Regions from separate parts of the Gossypium hirsutum genome. Here regions 2 and 3 are each linked to region 1. A link is a contact called in public Hi-C data. All regions are on one chromosome and are shown on one strand. The core of a region is the stretch at or near the end of the contact, and the rest is flanking DNA. Distances in the headings are between cores, read along the strand shown. Region 1 holds the start of LOC107952715. Region 2 holds the start of LOC107952163 (probable plastid-lipid-associated protein 11, chloroplastic). Region 3 has its middle 20 kb from the start of LOC121204232.

The links. A called contact is a pair of places that touch in the nucleus more often than the background predicts.
Region 2: a Hi-C map of leaf shows a contact between it and region 1, with 3 times the contacts expected there. The contact joins the promoter of LOC107952163 here to the promoter of LOC107952715 in region 1. A contact is called at or near these places in 22 of 34 Hi-C or Micro-C datasets (anther, callus, hypocotyl and 3 more).
Region 3: a contact with region 1 is called in a Hi-C map of leaf, with 1.7 times the contacts expected there. The contact joins the enhancer-like site here to the promoter of LOC107952715 in region 1. A contact is called at or near these places in 2 of 34 Hi-C or Micro-C datasets (both in leaf).

Annotation. Positions count from the first base shown.
Region 1 is chrA07:37,096,751-37,100,740 of Gossypium_hirsutum_v2.1, reverse strand. It overlaps LOC107952715, which reads right to left and starts at 2,234. Exons shown (of 2, transcript XM_016887875.2): 1 at 1,871-2,234; 2 at 1,061-1,567. The coding sequence starts at 1,968. The coding sequence ends at 1,285.
Region 2 is chrA07:36,842,915-36,846,904 of Gossypium_hirsutum_v2.1, reverse strand. It overlaps LOC107952163 (probable plastid-lipid-associated protein 11, chloroplastic), which reads right to left and starts at 2,016. Exons shown (of 5, transcript XR_005930053.1): 1 at 1,027-2,016; 2 at 875-940; 3 at 443-576. It overlaps LOC107952162, which reads right to left. Exons shown (of 9, transcript XM_016887443.2): 6 at 3,138-3,190; 7 at 2,983-3,047; 8 at 2,834-2,892; 9 at 2,420-2,683. The coding sequence ends at 2,594.
Region 3 is chrA07:37,306,063-37,310,052 of Gossypium_hirsutum_v2.1, reverse strand. No RefSeq gene overlaps it. Among protein-coding and RNA genes, the nearest start is that of LOC121204232, 20 kb to the right of the region's middle. Within about 2 kb of position 1,737, at least 5 of the 9 cell types and tissues checked have an H3K27ac peak or open chromatin away from gene starts, as enhancers often do. A contact at or near this core is called in leaf, where this site is marked.

The DNA of each region.
Region 1 (3,990 bases), core at 985-3,484:
TGCCCAGAAAGATAACTACATATTCTATTGGTTGCATGTTAATCCGCAAAGATGAGTTGCTTGTAGGTTGGATAATGGAAGGTGTTGGAGAGGCAACTACCATGTGATGAAGTTGATGATTGTTTGGATTTTGGAAAGAAAAAGGGAGTTTGGACAGATAGGAAATTGGGACATCATTGTTTTTATTTATGCTCACTTCTTCAAATCAGCTTCACATGAAAGTGGTCAGACCAAAAAGTTGAATAACTAGAAGAAGAAGAAGAAGAAGAAGAAGAAGGGAGGACGTCGTCTATGGATTCAGCTTCATTGTTACTTCACAGCCCCAATGAAAAAGGGGAAAAAATAAAAAGGGTTTGTTGGTTTGTCATAAATGGGCAGACAGACACAGTGGCTGAGAGACTTTATGAGTTTGTGTGTACTTCGGAGATATTTTACAGAGCTACATGTCAACAACAGTAGAAGCATGTAAAATATATATGTACAGCTAATGACTTAAATAAATGGCTTAGCCAATCTGTCCTCTCCTATACTCTACTTCAACCTCAATGTTAAAACATTTACCATGCTTTTTTATTTTCTTCACGGAAGGTCGTGTTTGACATTTTTATAATATATAAAATGACCCATTTTGCAGGCAATTCTCATCTTGTCTTTTTCTTCTAAAAACTAATCATGGGAGGGCCTCGCAATTAAAGGCCTTGAATGAATCCATAAAAGTTTGCAGCTTTAGGTGCCATGAATTTTCTTTGGTCTAAAAGACAAAACAAATTAAGTGCATTGAATTCTCCTTAAGAGATTCAACAAAGTGAAAGGAAATGGACGTGCTACTCCCCCACTCACCCTTTCGTGGTCACCAAACAAACCCTAGCGTTCACATAAATAATAGTCACCCTAAACTCCCCCATGCTTATCCAAACAAGGCTCATGTAATTTGTTATATTAGAGTGACTTACTGGGACATTTTTAATTAGGTGATATCCAACATTTTTCATGCAGGCAACCTGTTTCTAATTTTCCAAATCTAACACTAGGACAAACGGGGGAAGGAACAGAAAAAAGCTTAAAAACTTGTGCCACCGATCCAATTTGATAAAAAAAAGTTGTACATTATTTTATTAACAATTTACAGGGAAAAAGTGAAACTGAAAACCATACTGTCAACAAAATGCATCCATAACCCTCAAAAGAAAACACACCTTATAAACATTTTGCTACTATCAACACACCAAAAAAGTTGGTTTTCTTTACTCTTTCTTTTGGGGGTGGAAGAGAGGTTCTTTTTTCTCAACACATGACATCCTTGAGAAGCTTGTACCTGCGTGTGGTAGGCCTGGGAGAAGGAGTGCCGCTGCTCTTTCCTTTGTGATCACCACCACTACTCTCGTCTCGATCGTGTTGCTTGATCTTGTCACCCGAATACTCGGATCGGTTTACGATTATTCCACTTCCGTTTCCACCTGATGATTTCTTTGAAGAGCTTCCATGCCTTGAGTTTCTTTCTTCGCTTTGGCACCAATCACACAGTCCAATTGGCTCTGCCAACTCGCTGTAATAGTTGCTGCAATACCTGCAAGGATAAACAAGTCGTTTCGAGCCATAAAATAAGAGAAACTTAAAAGATTTTTCTTTGTTTTTTTATATAAAAAAATTGGGTATTAAAAAACATGAAATATGGTTTATCTATAATAAGATGATGATAGCTTAGGATGTTGAGTTGGGGTTTTACGAAACCATGTTGGTTGGTGGTGCTTGGGGGAGATGTGGTGGGCATCCAGTTATCTACTTGGTAAGATAATTCAGTTAGGGGTAGCTTTCAAGCCCAGTGATGATGATGATGATGAAGATGATGGAAAGAGAGAATAATACATACGAGTGTTGAAAGCGGTGGTGGCACTTGTTACAGCGGAAGAGTTTGTCAGGAAAACCAACGTCGCCGCACATGCAGCAGACAGTTTGAAGATCCACCATTACTGAAGGAGGAGTTGAATTATATATGCTGAAAAACAAGAGAATAAGAAGAGGTAGAAGAAGATGGCTTGAAAAAGAAAGAAAAAAGAAAAGAGCGCGAGAAAGGGGCCGGAGGTGGGGTGATGAAGATAACTACAAGAGAGCCATACTATATATCTATATAAAGAAAGAGGATGGTTTCAGAATTCAGAGTCGGTGTATGAATTCCCATACATTAATTTTTTAACCATTTATGTACCAAAAAGAAATTGATTAATTTATATATCTTCATAGGTAGACCACAGGTTGCTTGCAGTCGTTTTCAGTTAGAGAAAGAGAGAGAGGGAGAGAAAGATGTGAACCTTAAAATTTATGTGCAAGAAAATGACATTTATGTCCTTTGAGGATTTCTTTTTACCTTTTTTTTTCCATCTTTTGTATATTAATTAATTAATTAATTTAACTTTTTCTGGTTCTTGTTCCTTTGCCATTTACTATTGGCAACTTATGAGCTCCTACGCTACCCCACGCTCCTCTCCTTCCCATTTAAATTAAGAAACATGTTTGCCATCGCGCTATATACCTCAAAACTTCATTTCTTTATTTTTAAAACAAAATATTCATGATTATTTTTAAGTAAGATTAAATAATTGCCCAAGTATCAAATACATAATTGATTTCTGTTGTAAACTTGGGTAATGTTTGATTCATATAAAAAACTTACAAAAAAATGTTTTTATCCTTTTTATATTTGTTTTACGGAAAATGATTAATTAATCAACATAAAAAAAAACCTTTTTTTTTCTAAAATATGACTTTTCTTTTGAATGAGCTTGAATCATTTTTTGAAAAGAATCTCTAATGAATAATTTGATTTTTTTAACCAAATCAAATATTATATTAAAAATAATTTTTTAATTTTATTTTTTAAAATATTTAAAAATAATATGAAATTGATTTCAACTATTGTAGCTGACATGGCACTGAAAGCGCTTTCAGCTGGGCGTGCTTTCAGTGCATTTTTTTGCCATGACACTGAAAAGCGCCCTGTAGGGAGTGTTTTCACTCTCCCGATTTCAACTGCTGCAAAGTTCCCACTCATCCATTAAACATCCCGATATAATATTTTCTAAATCATTTTGCCACTCACCCCCTGCTGTATAAATGGATCATTTTCAACATCAGCGTCATAAGTCAATTTCAAGCATACTGAATTGCACGAAGAGGAAGTTCGCAAGACATTCGTAAGGCATAATTTCGAGCAAACACGTAATTACATCAAGTAAGGTTCGATTTTTGTTGTTCATATATAATTACAACTCTATTTTTCTGCATAATGTTTTTGTTTCCAACATACGAAATAGGTTATTTCGTTGAAATGAGTGAACAAATTAATGTTTTTGTTTATTACGACAATGAAGTTCGTGACACCGACATTAGGGTTATTTTTTCATTGGAGAACACAACGCGATTGGCTTTCAACTCGAACATACAATTGCTAGAGCTCCGTGCATGAATTAGATGAAAAATCATCAAATCCACCTAAATGAGAGTATCGTTATTGAAATATCGATTCTGTGTTTCTGTCGACCCAATCAAATATAAGGATTTCAATATCAAAGGTGCAAAGGGGATGGAGGCGATGGTCCAAATGCATATTGCTAGTAGATCACCAATACTCTAGTTATATGTGGAGTTTGCAAACACAGATGAAGGCGGTCAGAGGTCGACATATGTTCCAATTCGAGAGGCTAGAATAGAAGAGCAAGCTGAAAGTCTAATGACACAATTGTGTGTTGGGTTCACGACTTTGTTAGAAAGTTCCTATTATAATATCCTGGAATCATCAATGGGAAGACACTCATCGGTTTCAGCCTTAGATTTCAATCGTAATAAACAGAACATCTAGCAGTTAGGCTTTGGCGGTAACCCAAAATACTAGACCTAGCATGACACTTAGTTAGTGGATTTGATTTCAACTTTAGTCAATCGATATTTTGCATCGAGAAAACTTATAAAGGTATGGCATCAAGTTCCATCGAT
Region 2 (3,990 bases), core at 767-3,266, 250 kb after region 1:
AGGATTCTCATGCATCAACATGTAGTAATCAGCTCTTATAAGGCTGTGATATGTTTTTGTTCTAGTACTTGGGAAAATATTCACATAAATGGTATATATTGCTAAACATACATTGTTTGTCACCATCAGAACAGGGAAGAAGCCCTGAATTTTTCAGATAAATATTTGAAAGCATGGCCATCCATTCAATATTCACCTGAAAAAAAATAAAGAGAAAAATGGAGGAAAATCCTTTATTCGTGACTTCATATGGCATTTGCTCGAATATTTTATATGTACATACTGACTTAACACAGAACGAAAAGTGAAATAACATTTTTTTAGTTACTACTTCTTACCCAGTTATTTATAGCTCATAATGGCCTCTAACAAACCTCAAATCAAGTCAAACAGAAGGAAGAAATAACTAAGTTTCAATTAGATAAAGGGTTAGAAAGCTCACATTTGATTACAAAGAGAGGCAAGGTTCATCCACTTTATTCTTTCCAGTTGTATGGTGCACGCTCGACAACTAAATAATCATCCCTGATATCCTTCACAACTCGTATCTCATCATCAAGGTAAACAGTTTCAAACCTATACAGAATCTTACAATCAGAAAAACACTTCTCGGCTTTCTCAAAAAGAACAGGAAACCGTATCCATAAGAAATTGCCATCAAACACAAGGAAATATTTACTATCAGTATTAAACATGTTTTTATAGAATTGCAACTTAAGAAAAGGCATCAAGGAGGAGTGGACCTTATTGTCAAATGCTAAGCTTGGAACCCAGAGTTCCTAATGTAAATCAAGACCTAAAATTATGTATTACTGCAAAATAAATGAGAATTATTACAGTCAATAATATATATAAAAAAGATACAAGTGCTCACCAACCCTGCCCAAATGGAGGCAACGGGAACTCCCAGTTTTTTCCCCTGAGAACCGCACTCGTAAACCTAGAAATTCAAAATACAATTTTATTCAGTCGTTAAGCGAGAGGAAAAGAAGGAAAAGTAGGTTTTGCTGAAGAAGAAGTAATTACTTGAAATTCACTCTCTGAGACGACGCAATTTCAATGCTGGACCGAACGAAGAAAACTCCGTCGGGTGGAAAGGTAATAACGTTATTGAGGGTCTTGTTGTCGACATCTATGACCTGCAAAACGTCGCCGGCTTGAGTACCGAAGAGGTAAGCTTTCTCTATAATGAAGAGCTGCTCTTTCTCCGTAGTCCATAGAAGCCGCCACGTGGCGGATAGGGAGTCGCCTGTGGTGACAGTATTGCGGCCCAGAACGGCCATGGCATCAATGGCTTTGATTATTGAATCGCGTTTGTTAGTGTCGTTTTGGGTTTTGAGACCCCGCTCCTGGTCGGAGATGAGATTGAGGAGGTGTTGTTTGGCTGATTGGGTGGTGAGGGAGGAGCATGTGATTTTAGGTCTAGGATAGTGAGGAGGCCGTGGTTTTTGTTTGGTGGTAGTGGAGACAGTAAGAGGAGACGATAGAGTGAGAGCCGCGAGTGACATGGTGCTTGGGTTTCTCTATTTCTTCGCGCCAGCACCAACTGATTAAAAAAAAAAAATTGAAATCTGTGGTTCAAACACAGTGGGACTTTGGGGGATAAAACTGTAATCAATGGCGTCCAATATCCCAATTTCAATTTTCTGGGCCAACCCAAAATAGCTGTTTATGATTGGTAGGGATCGACACCAGTAGCCAAGGAATACTATACGTGGATTGAAGGGACTGTTTCCGATTTCTTGCTTGCTTGTCTCCTGCCTGACATTGTTCTAGGATGGCATGGCGGCTTCATGCTAACAATGGCTTCATAGCTCTGTGTCCTTGCCTGCTTTCACCTTTCAAATTTTAATAACGAACATTATAAAATGATTGATCCCAATTTCTAAAGCATGTGAGCTTAGAACTTATCTGTCTGTTTTAACATTTTACAAAGAGAAGCTCATACTTGAGCCGATGGTGAAATTTTGCTAATTAAAAGATTTGCCGCGAAACTTGCTGAATACACAATGTTGTGTTTTTCCTTCTTCTCTTTAATCAAGTATTCCTGCTGATTTAAGATTTAATATTCATCTTAATTATCAATTTTACAGTTACAAAAATAGACTACAAGTATACCAAATACTTAACTTATTTTTAAATAATAATAATAATATAACCATATGAAAATCAACACACTTAATTCAAATTTATTTTTGAAAAAGATAAAATTGAAAGAACTATAATATATCACTTGCTACCCTTTGTGATTTATAATTTATTTTTCTCACAACCCAGACATAGGTTTAATGAATTATTCGTGCTGGATTACTACAATTCTATTTCCATAGATTGGACCAAACTATGAGGCCTTGAAACCAAACCTTGAGACCTTCTAAGTTCAGAAACCAGGGCCTTAAAAATGGAATACTAAAATTCATGTAGGAAGTTCGTTTATTTTATACATGTTCCCCGACGTGTAAACATCAGGCTCCAATTAAAATTTGAATATAATGATAGAACCTCCACCCAAAATGTATCCACTCAAAACATCGTGTTAGTGATGAAAACAGTGACATGTGAACTTAACAAAATAGCAGGGACAAGAGATGCCTCAAACTGCAATTCCATGATTACTAATTTTTGAAACCTCCTTTGTCAAAACATTCCGTTCTCGCTTTGCCTGAGACGCAAGGCTGGAAACCTGCAAATCAATTATTCCATATAAGCAATGCTTCCAAGGAAAACAGCAGCAGTCATCCAGGTTTATGGTCTATGCATTTCATTATATGACAATCAATATACTTATATATATTCAAAAAACAAGTCCATTCATAATATTCGAAGAACATACCTGCGATCGAAACCGAGATGCCTCTCTGCTTGGAAGTTCTCCAAGGGTATCTTTTAGTCCTGATGCGACATAATATAAGGAAGTTTTCTCAGCCTTACAAATGCTGAAAATAATTCAATGAACCTAATTGAGAGAGAGTACTTGAATACCTGCTGCTTGTCTTTCAATCTTATAAGCTGACTGAATTACACTTCGGATCTGCTTGCCTGCTTGCCTGAAACAAAATTGAATATGTCCAATGGCAATAATTAGCCTCAAGAGGCAGAAGTTAACATTACACTGTACTTCATTTGAAATTACAAACCTGAGTTTTGTCCGGCCACGGATCAGCTCGTCTTCGGCTACTGATGCACTTCGCTGGAAGCATAAATTTATGAAATATATTTCATAGATGCTTGATTAAAGGGCTTAAGTTGATCTAGGGAAATGATCCACTATAATTTGTGCAATACACATTTTCTAATGATATTCTAATGTACATTAAAGTTTCATCAAATAGGAACTAGAAGTCAATGTAATTCCAGGATGTATATTAAGAACAAGAAACTTTTGAAGTGGATATATACATCACCGCATGAACAGTTTGTTGGATAAAAGCTGTTTGAAAAGTCATTTCAGCAATTTAGATACTTTTCAATTCCCGGGGATTACCAATTCCCATTGAACACACAACCCAAAGCACTCTAATTAAAACAGCTCAAGTATACCTTAGGAAACAGTGAATTCTCTATTGTCATCAACATTTCATTCTTACCTTTAGATTATTATTAAAAAAAGAAAGAAAAGCTATAACTTATGTGTTTAACACAGAAGAATTCTAGAATCAGCCGAAACCAAGAGTATAAGTTCTCCACCACTGATGAACTTTCATGCATAAACTATGCACTTTTTAGGATAAGTGTATTTAACAATCCAATAAGCAGAAAAAATCCTGCTATTGAAAAACCAGCACACACCAGAGGAAGATAATTTTTGCTTCTTGGTTCAAAATCCTAATTTTCTGATTCGTAGAGATATCAGGGAAAATAAAATAGAAAACCTAAATTTTACATCACCAAGAATAGCCTATAAAACAACACTAGAAGACTGAGTAGATATGCTGAACTATAAACCAGTGGCTAGACACATTACATAGAACAGATGTCCAAAATAATAAA
Region 3 (3,990 bases), core at 488-2,987, 210 kb before region 1:
GTTTATTTTTACATTTCTCTATATTTCTAAAAGTAAAAAGTATATTAGTCAATAAATAATTCGGTGACAAAGAATTTGTATTATTATTTAGTCTTCTATTAATACATAATTTTAAATTCAAACATGAAACAACTCTACCTCTCTTCCTATAAAAAATAATAAAAGAACAATGTAAATGAGTTAAGACTAAATCAATCAAGAAAATTACTTAAATAATTTTACATATTTACAAAAAAATATTTTATTATGAGAATATTTTTATTTTTTTCTTATTTGTTAAAAAATAGAAAATTTTCAAGTGTAAATAATATTTTTAAATATAAATTAATACATGATTATAAAATAAAAAATAACACAAATGCGATACAAATGTATAAAATTTTCATGATAAAAAATGAAAGAAAATAAAAAATAAAAAAATGATTTACCCAAATTACCCAAAAATAATTTAAAGATAATAATTAGTTTTCTAATGACTAACCTCAATTTATAATCTGAATAATCTCAAGCAAAAGGATAGCATTTAAAAATGACAAAATAATTTGTTAGAGTTTAATATTGTACAAAGTTTTGTCTTTAGTTTTTAAGAATTAAGTGTAGCCTTTAATTTTATTTATGTTGTTAGTTAAAAAAGTGAGAAATCCCATATTGTTTAGGAACAAACTGCAAATGGATTGAGTCTATATAGACCTATATCCCATGTCGTTTAAGAAAACAAGAAAAATGAGACTTAAAGTCTATATAAATACTTGTTTTATAAGTTTTATTTTCACAAGAGATGGCACCAAAATATTTCTAAAAAAGATACTGGGAGCAGAAAGTGCTTCTAGTTCGAAGTATTTTTCTATCAATACACTGAAAATACTTTCCTACAAATTCGTTAAAAATGCTTCTAATTGGAAATATTTTCATTATTTCGACCTAGCCCCGTAAGTTTTTTACAAAACAGCCTAATTCAATAATTAAAAGAAAAAGGAAAGTTTGTTTTAAAAAAAAAACCACTCGGAACACAATAATAAGGTTTGAATATTAGATTTCAAGAAAAAAGAAAATTTGAACCACTATTCTCAAGACCTTTAATTATAAAAATAAAAAATAACATTATTTTTTGTTGGGTTGTTAAAAGGAAGTGCATGTAATGATTCAACACCCCCCCCAAAGTCCTATCATTTATTGATTATTGTATGATTGTTTGAAAAAGTGATTTTAGATATCCCTAATCATATAAAAAGATCCAATGTTCCATTGCATCAGCCCATGTGCAATATTTAATTATCTGAATTTTATGGACAAAAAGGGATAATAAAGTAGCGAATATCTTATTTGTTGAAGGGGAAACCCTTAAAAAAGGAGAGCTGCCTGGGCACTTCAAATAATTTTATTATCAGACAAACAGAAAGGAAAATGATGGAGAGAATCTGCCAAGATTATACCCACTAATATTATTATTATTTAAAAAGAATCCTCTCACAAGTCAAACACTATTCATCAAACTCAAATGGAAATGGAGTTTGATTTTCTCTTTTTAGAAAACAAAGCGGTCATTTGAGAATAATAAATATTATGTTATATATAAAAAGATTATAAAATGAAGTTGGAGTTGGAGTTGTTTTCCTTTGTGGTTAAGTGTATGGACAAAGAGTTGAAAACAACGTTTCACTTGCATATTGCTTCATGGAAGGAGTGCAGCAAATCCCTTGGCTCCCCATTCTCCAGCTTTGCAGGGACCCCTCAAACACGTCCTTTTCATCTTTAATTACAGTTGGGGCCAACCCTCTTCTTCAGCGAGATGCATTGTGAAGGGGAGAGGAAAGACGAAAGTGGGACCCCTCAGCTTTGAATGCAACTACAAAAACCAGGCAGCTCTAATTAAGGCTACACTACCAACTGGCATGCAGTGCCAAAGCTCGGGCCAGTGTTAATGGAGGAAGCCGGTGCGGGGATGACTACTTTTCAAAGCTGTTTTTTGCATGCAGGATTGCAGGTTTTTTATCAGTCATGTAGAAGGTGGGGACCTTAACTCATTTGGCTTGATATGGGTTTTTGCAGGGTTCACGTGCACTGCGCGTGATCAGTTGGTAGATGGATTGTCCTTTGTGGGGGACTTGGCCAACAGTTCGGGAAGCCATTTCGGATTTTTATACCTACCTCTTGCTTCGCTATTTGCCATGAAGAAGATGGGCAGTTTTACTTCCATTTTTTCTTTATTAATTTGTTGGTTGGGGGGTTACTTTCGATTTTCAAAGATAGAATAACGTGTGATTCCAGAGTCAGTGACTCCATTGTTTTATCTATTGCAACTTAGTAATTCTATCACTTCAAAATGCAATAAATTTAGTTAGACCAAGAGAATATAATTTAGGATAAAATAAAGTTTGATTTCCCCATTCAAAACTTACAAAATCTCATTTAAATTTTTTTGTCACAAATTATTAAACGATTAACAGAAAGATTACATGACAACTTTTAAATTTAGTATATAATAAATTTAACTTTTAATATTTACAAATTATTTTAATTTATCCTTTTTTAAATAATTCAATTCACAATATGTAAATTAGAAATAATCACAAAGACATTTTTTTTTAAATTCTTATTATTAAATAAGATAATTAGAAATACATTGCTTTCCTTATACTTCAAATGGTAGAGAACATAATATCTCTCTATGATAATCAACTGATTTTTTGTTAGCTTGAGCTGATCACCGTTGATGAAGCAAATAAAAGTTTAAAAAAGAATTGAAGCAATTAGAATTATATTTGGGTTTACTTAACGTAGTGAGTACTTTTTATTGTCATAAAATTGAATCGGGAATTTATTGAAAATTGGGTTGTTTTGTTTATTGTTGTTGTTTTTTTATTTTATCATGGAGTCAAACACATGGACAATGTTGCGAAAGGATGAAGTGACAACACTCTAATTGTAACACCCCTCGTCCTACCTGATCGTCGAGTATGAGTTATAGAATGTTACAATCATTTCCGGAGCAACTACTGACGAAAACATTGAAAATAAACCATTTAAACATACAAATATTTCATAATTATAGTCATTATATGATAAAGAGACTTTACCGAGACTCAATCACACATACGAAAACTTAATTGTTAGTTTGAACATGAAATAGGGCCAAATTGAAAATTTTCAAAATTTTAGAATAGGTAACGATACCTCTAAAAGGCATCGATACCAAATTTAATTTCGGTGTTTGGAAAATTCATCCTCAAATCAACAAGTATTGATATCATATTCTAGTATTGATACCGTTTTATGATTCTATTTATTTTGTAAAAGCTTATCAAAATACTAGTGTTTTGATACTCGTGTAAAGTATCGGTACCTTGATGTCGAGTTTTGATACTTTAGTCCAGTATCGACATTGTTTTGACATTTTGTTTGTTTGAAAACTGATTGAAAATTGCTAAGAATCGATACCTTTACTAGGGTATCGATACTTTAAAGCCAATGTGTCAAAAACGTTCATTTTGGTGCCCATTTCTTGCTCAAACTAGAAAGTATTCAATAGGTGCCTTAAAGGACACATAAAAACCTGCATAAAACACTCCGAAATGCATTCCATTTCATCATTTAATCTATGACAAAATCAATCAAATCATCTTGCCTTAATTTGGTACAAAAAAAGAATCTCAAACAACTTAGCAAAAGTACCAACTTATCTATCATGCTTTCAACCATTCAAACAACATTAACCATACCATTTTCGTGATCAAATCATACCATTATACATCCAAAATTTTCCATTTAATAAGACACACATATATAGCCTATCATATTGCCAAAACACACATTTATGAATATATAGACATTAGCTTTCCAAATTCAGACATCAAACAATGTTTCAACATCCATTCCCAAGTTATTACATATATAAGCACCTAAACACATGCCACAATATTGTGCTTAAAATGAGTAAAAGTCTATCGAGTCGATAGAGGAATAGTGTGATTTTCGAGCTAATCCAACTGA